Linked DNA regions of Mus musculus: region 1 is linked to region 2. The links are chromatin contacts, called in public promoter capture Hi-C maps. All regions are on one chromosome and are shown on one strand. The core of a region is the stretch at or near the end of the contact, and the rest is flanking DNA. Distances in the headings are between cores, read along the strand shown. Region 1 holds the start of Jakmip3 (janus kinase and microtubule interacting protein 3). Region 2 has its middle 84 kb from the start of Gm51411.

What was found. Promoter capture Hi-C pulls out the DNA fragments that hold promoters and counts their contacts.
Region 1: a contact with region 2 is called in a promoter capture Hi-C map of embryonic stem cells, with 7 times the contacts expected there. The contact joins the promoter of Jakmip3 here to the enhancer-like site in region 2. A contact is called at or near these places in 4 of 39 promoter capture datasets (embryonic stem cells, hippocampal neurons and liver) and 1 of 115 datasets of contacts at active chromatin or transcription factors (stem cell-derived neural progenitor cells).

The regions. Positions count from the first base shown.
Region 1 is chr7:138,939,353-138,943,813 of GRCm38.p6, reverse strand. Jakmip3 (janus kinase and microtubule interacting protein 3) reads right to left here and starts at 3,084. Exons shown (of 20, transcript NM_028708.2): 1 at 3,014-3,084.
Region 2 is chr7:137,568,002-137,572,457 of GRCm38.p6, reverse strand. No RefSeq gene overlaps it. Among named protein-coding and RNA genes, the nearest start is that of Gm51411, 84 kb to the left of the region's middle. Within about 2 kb of position 2,062, at least 10 of the 459 cell types and tissues checked have an H3K27ac peak or open chromatin away from gene starts, as enhancers often do. A contact at or near this core is called in embryonic stem cells, where this site is marked.

The DNA of each region.
Region 1 (4,461 bases), core at 1,835-4,334, 1.4 Mb before region 2:
CCTCCTATATTCTTAACACTCAAAGGAAGCAGCTAGCCAGTCCATGATTACAGCTAGCTGCATGCCTACCCTAACTCCAGGCTGTCACACCTGGATCCAAGCTCGGCCACCAATTCCAGGAACACAGCCCTTGGTGCTGTCCTCTTCCCCAGCACCTTTCTAGGTTCCCACGGGCAACTGCACTAGGGGGCGAGCTCAGCAGAGCACACATAGCCCCTGAACACACTTCCTTCCCAACCAAATGCTGACTGCCTAGAACACACATATGCTGGTGTAGATGACCCACAGCAAACGCATAAACATAGAATGGGCTTGGAATGTTCATCAAGAAGGGGTTGAAAAGTGTGGGGTGCCCATGGTGAGATAGTACTTGACAAAGAAGGAAACGGCACCATGCTAAGGACATTATGGAAAATCAAACAAGCCAATCCCAGACAGACAAAAGCCAGATGGCGCCACTCATGAGAGATCCAACATGGTCAAGCCAGATTGCAATGGTGGGCTTTAGAAGCAGGCATGTGCTCTAGGTGTCTACTATGGGACACCGTGGCTACAGCTGGTAATCGTCCATGATTGACACTGGAAGTATTGTGAGCTTTGTGTGCGGCTTTTCTCATTGCTGCCACCCAGTACTAAGCCAAGGGGGACTTAAGGGAGGGGTGATTTTATTGTAGTTCAGTTTCACAGCAAAGGGGTGGGGAGGGTTGGGGGAGGCATGGCGGCTGGGGCTCTGAGGACAAGATGTTCACACAGGAGCCCGTGGGAGATGTTTCACACCGAAGCCATTATACTTAGAATCTGTTAAGAGGACAGACATCCTGAAGAGTGCTCTCACCTGCCGTAATAAAGGCAAAAATAGAAGAAGAGCCCATCTGGTTGTTCTGATGGAGAAGGCCATGCTGCTCTCACTAGAGACCTAGGCGAGGTGATGGCGAAAGATTCATGTGAAGCCGCCTCCCGTAAGGGAAACAGGACGGCGCCTACAGTGCTGCTTATGACAGAGTTCCTTTTTATCTTTTCACTTCACGTAATAACAAGTTTTACTGATTTCATTATCAAGACAAGGTCCTAGTCTGTAGCCCAAGACATATTTAGTATTGTGGCACGATCATATTCTGGACACCATGTAGGTCCAGAACATACTATATAGCCCAGCCTGAACTCAAAGCAATCCTCCTGCCTCAAACTCCAGGGGGTGTGAGCCACCACATCCAGCAATACCTTTTGAATTATTATAGCTTTTTTTTTTCATTCTCCTGGATTTTGAAATCACAAAGAATACAAACTTTGGTGCCCAAACCTCAGACCTTGAACTGGCTGGCTGACTGCCATCAGCTGCCACTAGGGTCAGGTTGTGGGTGGGAGATTCTTATGAGAAACAGGAGAGGCAGGGCAGCAAAGGCCATTAGTGACAGGTTCTCTGTTCCATCAGGACTCAGCCAACATCCACTTTCTCCTTTCCAAATCACACCGTTTACTTACCAATTTTTTTGAACAAGCTATGGTGGCTTATGTATGGCTGACGATTCTCTTTTAAGCTAAGGTTAGACCAGTGGTTATGGTATTTCCTTACAGCCACACAACTTGGTTCTGCCAGGGCAACCCCCGGGAAGGGGACACAGGTCCTCAGGCACAGAAACCACTTGGAACCGTGTGGGCTTGGCCAATGCTCTTCCTGCAGAAAACACTCTAATGTCTTCCGTGTTGGTGTGCCTCAAAGCTTGGTGAACCAGACTCCTAGCCCCACCAGTGTAGAGTGAAATACTGCAGGCTATTGCTCTAAGGGTTTAAATTCACAACCACACGTTGGCTTCCTGAGAAAAGAGGGCCAAGAGGGCCTTGTTCTCGGTGTATTAATTGGGTACCTTGGTGGAAAGAGGACCCTGGCCTTCTTCACTCCACCTACAGAGCAAGCTGGAAGTACCCACTCCCGCAACTCTGTTCTCTAGTTTGGGCCCCACAACCAAGGCCAGAGCCTTTTCTGGTGTCCTGCTGTTCTGCAGAGAGCGCCCAGATCTGAGTCACCACTGGCTTCACTGCCGGCTTAGCTGTATTTGCAGGCAGTCGGCAAAGAGGGCTCTGCACATTTCACCATCTTGTGGAGGAAGCCTGAATCTAGCTGGGAAGCAGAAGGTTTGGTTTTTTTGTTTTTTTGATTTTTGCCTTTTTAAAAACCCTAACATTTTCTTTTTTAAGTAGGCAAGGTCAAATGGATAGGCAGGTCCTTTTCCTAAGAAAAGTGCCCAGGCCAGCGTCCTCTCACCAACTCCCAAACGCAAGTAAATGGTAATTCGGTGGCCTTGCATATCCTCAGCATAGATCCCACTGCTGTGCGTTCATCCCGGAAACGGGAACACGGGAAAAATTTAAACCATCTGCCCCAAAATTAAAAATCTAAAAGGCCTGGCAGCACCATCCTGGAGGAGGTACTGTGAAGACGACGAGTCCCCAGCGGCAGCGGCAGCGGCGGCGGCGGCGCACCTGCGCGTCCACACCCAGCGCAGCGTCACCGGCAGCTCCCTAGGCCTGCGCTGGGCTGGCCCTGCTCCCGCACACCGCGGGAAACCGGTGCAGTGAAATAAATTGCCAGTGGAACGCGAGAAATCTCCCAGAGAGGCAAACACCCCAACTCGGGCAAGGCCTCCGGACCCCGGATCACCAGGGAGAGTCGAGCAAGCCCCGCCACCCTGCTCCATCCCCGTGCCATCCCGCTCCATCCCGGCGCCACCCCAAGAGTCGCTACCCTGCGCCATCCCCATACACCCTGGGCATCGCCACCCTTTTCTATTCCCGTGCTATCTCCGCCACCCTGGGCGTCACCACCTTGCTCCATTCCGGTGTCATCCCCGGCACCCCAAGCCACCTACAGCCCGCAGCGCAGGGCATCCGCCAGCCCTGAATATTCAGTGCCAGGAGCGGGTGGAGCGTAAGGAGCCCTGCAAAGCGCGTCCCTCATCCCCTCCCAGGTCAACTGTGGGATGCGTGGGATCCTGAGGATCGCACCGCTGCTCACCAAGGTTCCCCTCGATCAGGCTTCGGGCGGCGGCGTCCGACGGTCGGGCTCAGCCATCGCAGTGGCGCTGCGGCGGGCGGGGGCCGCGCGTCACCACGGGCAGCGCCCCGAACCCCGGCCCGCCCCTGCAGGCGCTCCAGCCGGCGCCGGCCCAGCGTCGCCCGCCCCTTGGCTTCCCCAGATCGTTGCGCTTATTCCTTTAAGAAATAAGTCCTGGGTCCGTTAAAGTAAGAAATGACATTGCCGAAGATGACCCTGGTGGTTTAGAGGGTCCCGCTGTGCTGTGTGGGGATCTAAAAGCCATCCAGGTTAAATGTGCCTGCGGGTCGCCCAGGGCCACGCGCCTACGAGGGACTATCCGTGGTAGGAATCACTCACCCTCATTGCGTGCTGGATGTGAGCAGCCATGAGCAGCGCCCGCGAGTTGCACGTGGGTGTCCCAACCCTTAACCCTTTGCTTCCCGGCTCCAAAAGCTGCTTTCCAGGGCTCTGTAGGGAGAGAAACGTTTTTTTCAGGCTTCAGCAAACAAATGTTATCCCGGACCCCAACATTCAGAGTTCTGTCCTCCCTGCTTCTCTTTGCCCCCTCCCCTTCTGATACTGGACATAGAACCTAGGGTCAAGAGCTCTGCCTAAAACCTGTATCTCAGCACTCTGTTCCCTCACTTTGTTTGTTTGTTTGTTTGTTTTGTCCTGTGATCGTGTGTTCTAGTTTCATTTCTACTGCTGTATTAAAGTCCAAGACGAAAAGCAACTCAGGGAACAAATAAGTATATTCCAGCATGCAATTCCAGGTTATAGTCTATCATTGTGGGAAAGTCAAGGCAGGAACTTCAAACAACTAGTTACATATATCTGCAGTCAAGAGCCGAGAGAAGCGCATGCTCTCACTTGCTTATTCGCTTGTGTTCAACTCCCATTTCTTCACTTTGGGGTTGGGGGTGTCCCTCTGCCTAGAGAATGGTACCACCCACATGGGGCTGGGTTTTCTCACATTAATTTATTACATCCTCACAGAAATGCTCACAAGACTGCCCCATGTAGACAATCTCTCAGTGAGACTCTTTTCCGAGGTGACTCTGTCTAGGTTGTGCCAAAAGACAATTAAAGGTAACTGTCACATCCAGACATTGTGGTGCGTGCCTCTAATCCAAGAACATGGGAGACTGAGCACAGAATAACAAGAAACTTCACAAAACATATAGGTATTCTGTCTGGGTGGGCCTTCACCTGACAGAGTGAGTTCTGAGGGTTGGATGACAGGATAGATAGATGCAGAGAGAGGGTGAGTACTGGAGCGAAGAGCTCCTCAGGTAGACCACCATCCGGCAGACTACATCACACAGCCAGCACGCACGCACGCACGCGCATGCGCATGTACACACACAGAGCTGCAAGTGGGTCGGGGGTGGGAGGCACGTGTCGGGTGATGGGATCTCCAAGTAACA
Region 2 (4,456 bases), core at 813-3,312:
TGAAATGCTTTCCTTTAAAAGAGTTGCTATGGTCATGGTGTCTCTTCATAGCACTAGAAACCCAAACTAAGACACCTTGGCTAGTAGACAGTGTTTGTCCCCATGTGCTCCATATATCCCCACCTGTTCTTCCTTCTGTGTGATTCTCTTCTTAGGAGGATACTCATCTCTAAGCACAGTCACACTCTGAGGTGCCAAAGTTAGAAGGTATACACCTGAATTCTCAGAAGACACAATTCAACCCCAAACAGAGAACGCCTGCAGTCTCAGAGATTAAGTCACACCATCGTGACTGACATAAAGCCACTTAGAGAAATGGGGGTGTACATGTTTGCCCCAGTGTGTGCTTTTGTAGATCTCCTGAACCATTTTGTTTATAAGCAATGATATCTTTGAGTCAGAGATGTCACTCAGCCTGATGACAGGAAGTGGGTCTGATGAGGTGGGCTTTCTGTTCTGCCCTGAGGGGACAGTCAGAGGGAGGCCAAGATGCAGCTGCCACCACAAACCTATTTGGTGTCCTCCCCACTTCATTGATATAGTGAAGTATTATGAAGTCTCTTCATCTCCTACTTGGCTTCATGGGGGTTATTTTGGCGTTTTGATGGGTACCGGTGACCATGGCCTCTTTGGCCATCATTGAACACTGTAGACATTGGGGGAAGCCAGGCAATGTCTGGATTTCTGTCTTTCAGCCCTATATCCAGTTTTGGAGCCTCTATCCCCTTACCTAAGGGCTATTTCTGACACCAGGGCATACTTTGTGGTTCTGAGTTCTGCTTCCTCCCTCGGGGTGATCAGGGTAAGAGGATGGAGTGGAGCCTCGGGTAGGAGAAGGTCTTCTCCAAGGATTTCAGTGCTACAGCTCTTATGGGTGATATTCAGTGAAACAGCTCTCTTAGACAATATCTGGTGAAAGCTTGGATTCGTTATTCAGTGTGAACAAGGGCTATATAAACCTTGGAGAGTGGGAAGAGGTTCTTTTTTGGGGTGAATGTTCATTGGCTGAGGCTTAAGGTACTGGGAATACCTCATTTGCATGGAGAGGAACTCCAGGTGCTTGTTAGGCAGGGCCTTCCCCTCCAGGGGAAAGGGAGTTGAACCTATGATTTCACCAAGGACTATGCGACATTCCTCAGGTAGAGGATGTGGGGTCAGACTCCTCAGATAAGGTCAAGTGGAGAAGAAGAAGCCCCACTGAAAAAAGAGGTCCTCCATTTTGTACCAACCTTGGTCATGGTAGACTGAGTCTTTAATAGCTGTGTTTCCCAACAATCCTTGATCTCATTCATCTCCCTAGGGAATTCTTCTGCTACTAACTAACTAAACAACACAAGGACCCACATTCCTTTGTCTCCGGGTATGTGGCTTTAGACTCTATACTTTCTGTGGGATGTCAGAGCTTCCCATTAAGCATTGTTGTCTGCAATTAACTACTAGTGACGCTGTATTATTTTATCTAATCCCAGCTCACTGTCCTGCTGTCTCCTCCCCTCTCAGCAAGTACTTCTTGGAATCATATTCCTGGCACAAGCTCAGCACTCAAGTATTTGTCTTAAGGTTTCCTTCTAGGGACCCCAGATGAGGATTAGATGGCTCCACCACCTTTTAAAAGGATCTGGTACCTGTTCAAAATGATTTATCTTTCTAATGCTGTGATTGACCCTCCCCCACCCCCACCCCATCCCAAAACTCCTTCCAGGATACCGTATCCCTACTCCATAAGCTTTGAGGAGTGCTGAACCAACATCTAAAATACCACTATCTGGGAAGTACTCTGGGCCTGGAGACCTCTTGTGGTCTTTTGCCTGAGAGGCTAATGTCTGTGGCTGTCTGTGGCCACACAAACCAGGTTCTTGAAAGGTAGGCTGGGGCTATATGGAGAATTGACGGCAAGAGAAATAATGAGACCAAGACAAAATTTTCTGATCAAGGCCCAATGTTTACTTAAGAGTCTGAGCTTATAAAGGGGGAAGGCCCATCCCCCACAACACCAGGCTTTTGATGCTTTGTCGCCAGCCTTCCAGCACTTGGTCCAGGGTGTTGCTTATCTCAGGAAGAAAGGTTTCAGCCTCTCAGCAGGTAGTGGCTGCTTGGAGAAGAGCACAGGTGGCAGAACAATAGACCTATCTAGGTCAGAAGACTCCACCCTAGTTGGTCTTGTTCACAGTGGCAGAACAGGTCTGAGCCAGCCTGCTCAAGGCTGAGGGAGGCTACAAATGTCTATGGAGCTGTACATGAAGTAACATGGGGCCAGAAGGCAGGATGACATGCATATGTGAATCTTCTTATTATTTAAAGAAGATGTTGGTGTACTTGACCCTGTGAGAGTTCATATCCCAACTGTGGCATGACTCTGGGTCCATTGCCATGTGGAAGAGAGGAAATGCATGTAGCTCCTAGGACAGATGTGTGACCTCTGGAGGTCATGGCCAGTTGAGATGGAAGGATTGTGGTCCTGAGTATGTTTTCAGTAGATGTCTGATGCCTTGAGGTACCCTGGAAATTCTCAGAGACCAGGTGACTCTGGCCTCAGGATAATGAGAATAGGACACCTATGCGCGTCTCATATCTCAATTACCCCTGTCTATCAGAACACCAGAGGGCTGGGCTTGCCATTGCCTCTCTTTTTCCTGAGGAAAGTACCAGGAAAAGCACTTCCTTCCAGGGGAGGTTCTTTTTCAAATGACCAATTGATGTCACGGGGGAAAAGCAGGTCAAAGGTAGACTTCTGCTCCTTCCTGGTCCCCGGCTCTGCTGTTGATCTAACAGGAGTCTTCGGAGTCTCCTCTATTTTCACTTCAGTTCCCAGTAAAGGGATTTACAAAATATGCCTTTCAAAGGCCCATAAATCTAGGACTTTTCATTAAGTGGATCTGTATGTCTATGTGTTCCGCCCTCTTTCTCCTCAAAAAGCTACTAGGGTTGGAGAGAGGCCTGGCTTTGAGTCATTGTCTTAGTTTTCCTTCAGTTGCTATGAGAAAACACTCAAGCCAAAACAACTTAATGGAAGATTTATTCTGGCTTACAGTTCCAGAGGATCATGTCCATCATGTCGGGAAAGACAGAAGTGTAAGCTCAACTGGTCACACTGCAGCAGCAGTCAGGAAGTAGAGAGAGAAAAGAAAGTGGAACCTGCCTATAAATCCGGAAGGCCCACCTCCATTGAGCTACTTCCTCCAGTTAAGACTCCACTTCCTAAGGGGCTCACAAATTCCACACACAACACCATGAGCAAGAGACTGTGTGTTCAAACACACAAGTCTCTGGGGGGCATTGCATTTTCAAGCCACAGTCGTCCAAGTCGTCTGTTTTCTTGCTAGTGACAAAGCTTGTACAAAAATACACAAATGCAATTAGGTAAATGTTAGAAGCAGAATGAGAAGTAAATCCACAAAGCTTCTTAAAAGCTGCCCATCAACATACTACTGAAAGCTACTAAAAGATAAAAGGGCAAAGCACAAGTAACAATGATGGTGACATTTGGCGCCACCTCCTTCCTGGGCCATCTAAAGCTGAAGTCATCTGCATGGGGCATGTTGGATTCCTCTGAAGTCAGAGATCCTTGTCTTCCCTAAGACTCAGAATGTTGCTCATCATGGGTGCAGCAGGTATTAGGTACCTGCCAGACTATCTTCCTTTTAGACTTCCTCTGTTGGATAGCAGCAGCCTTGCTGACCACACTTGACTTTGTGGGGGCTGGTTCTCTCATGTTTGTGACGATCCCCCAATTTGTAGACCTTGGAGTAGCTAACACTCTAGCCAAGGATGGTTCTGTGGGTATTGGAGACTGGGGGCAACAAACAGAGGACTGAGATCTGCACAGGATGACCAGTCCTGGTGCTTTCAAATCCCAATGAGATGCGACACTCTATTGAAAAGATAAGGGTGTGGAAGCTGAGTGTTCTAGTTCTGCCACAGCTTTGTTCCCAATGTGGCTGGCAGTGAACCTCATGGCACATAGATGATGTCAGAAATTGGGTCATCCGCTGATCTCAGAATCTACACTATCAGACGCTGCATATACTCAGATCATAGATTCATCCCCTAGCCACTGAGGATGGGGCTTCCTGTGTCAATCTTCACTGCTTGGACAATACTCCTGCAGCCTGTGGTTCTTCGGTGCCCTCTCCGTCTCCATAGCTACCCTCTGTAGCTGTTTCTATTGTGATCATTTCTAGCTACCAGGCTGTGATGGTAACTTAGTCTTATTTAAAAAAAAAAAAAAAAAAGTAATTTCTCAAAATGGTGCCCAGCCACAATTCAGAGGAGCCACTGTCTTACCAAACCAAATGAATAGGAGGCTTATAAAAAGGAGGTTTATTCTATGGTTGAACTGCTCATGTCTTCACCAGGGTCATCCAGTTTATATTTTGCGTGAGGCTTCTGAGCCCCATCACCCCTGCCTCCTAAGGAGCCTGGAGCTATGTGTTGCTTTCTTCCTATTGCTGAGTCT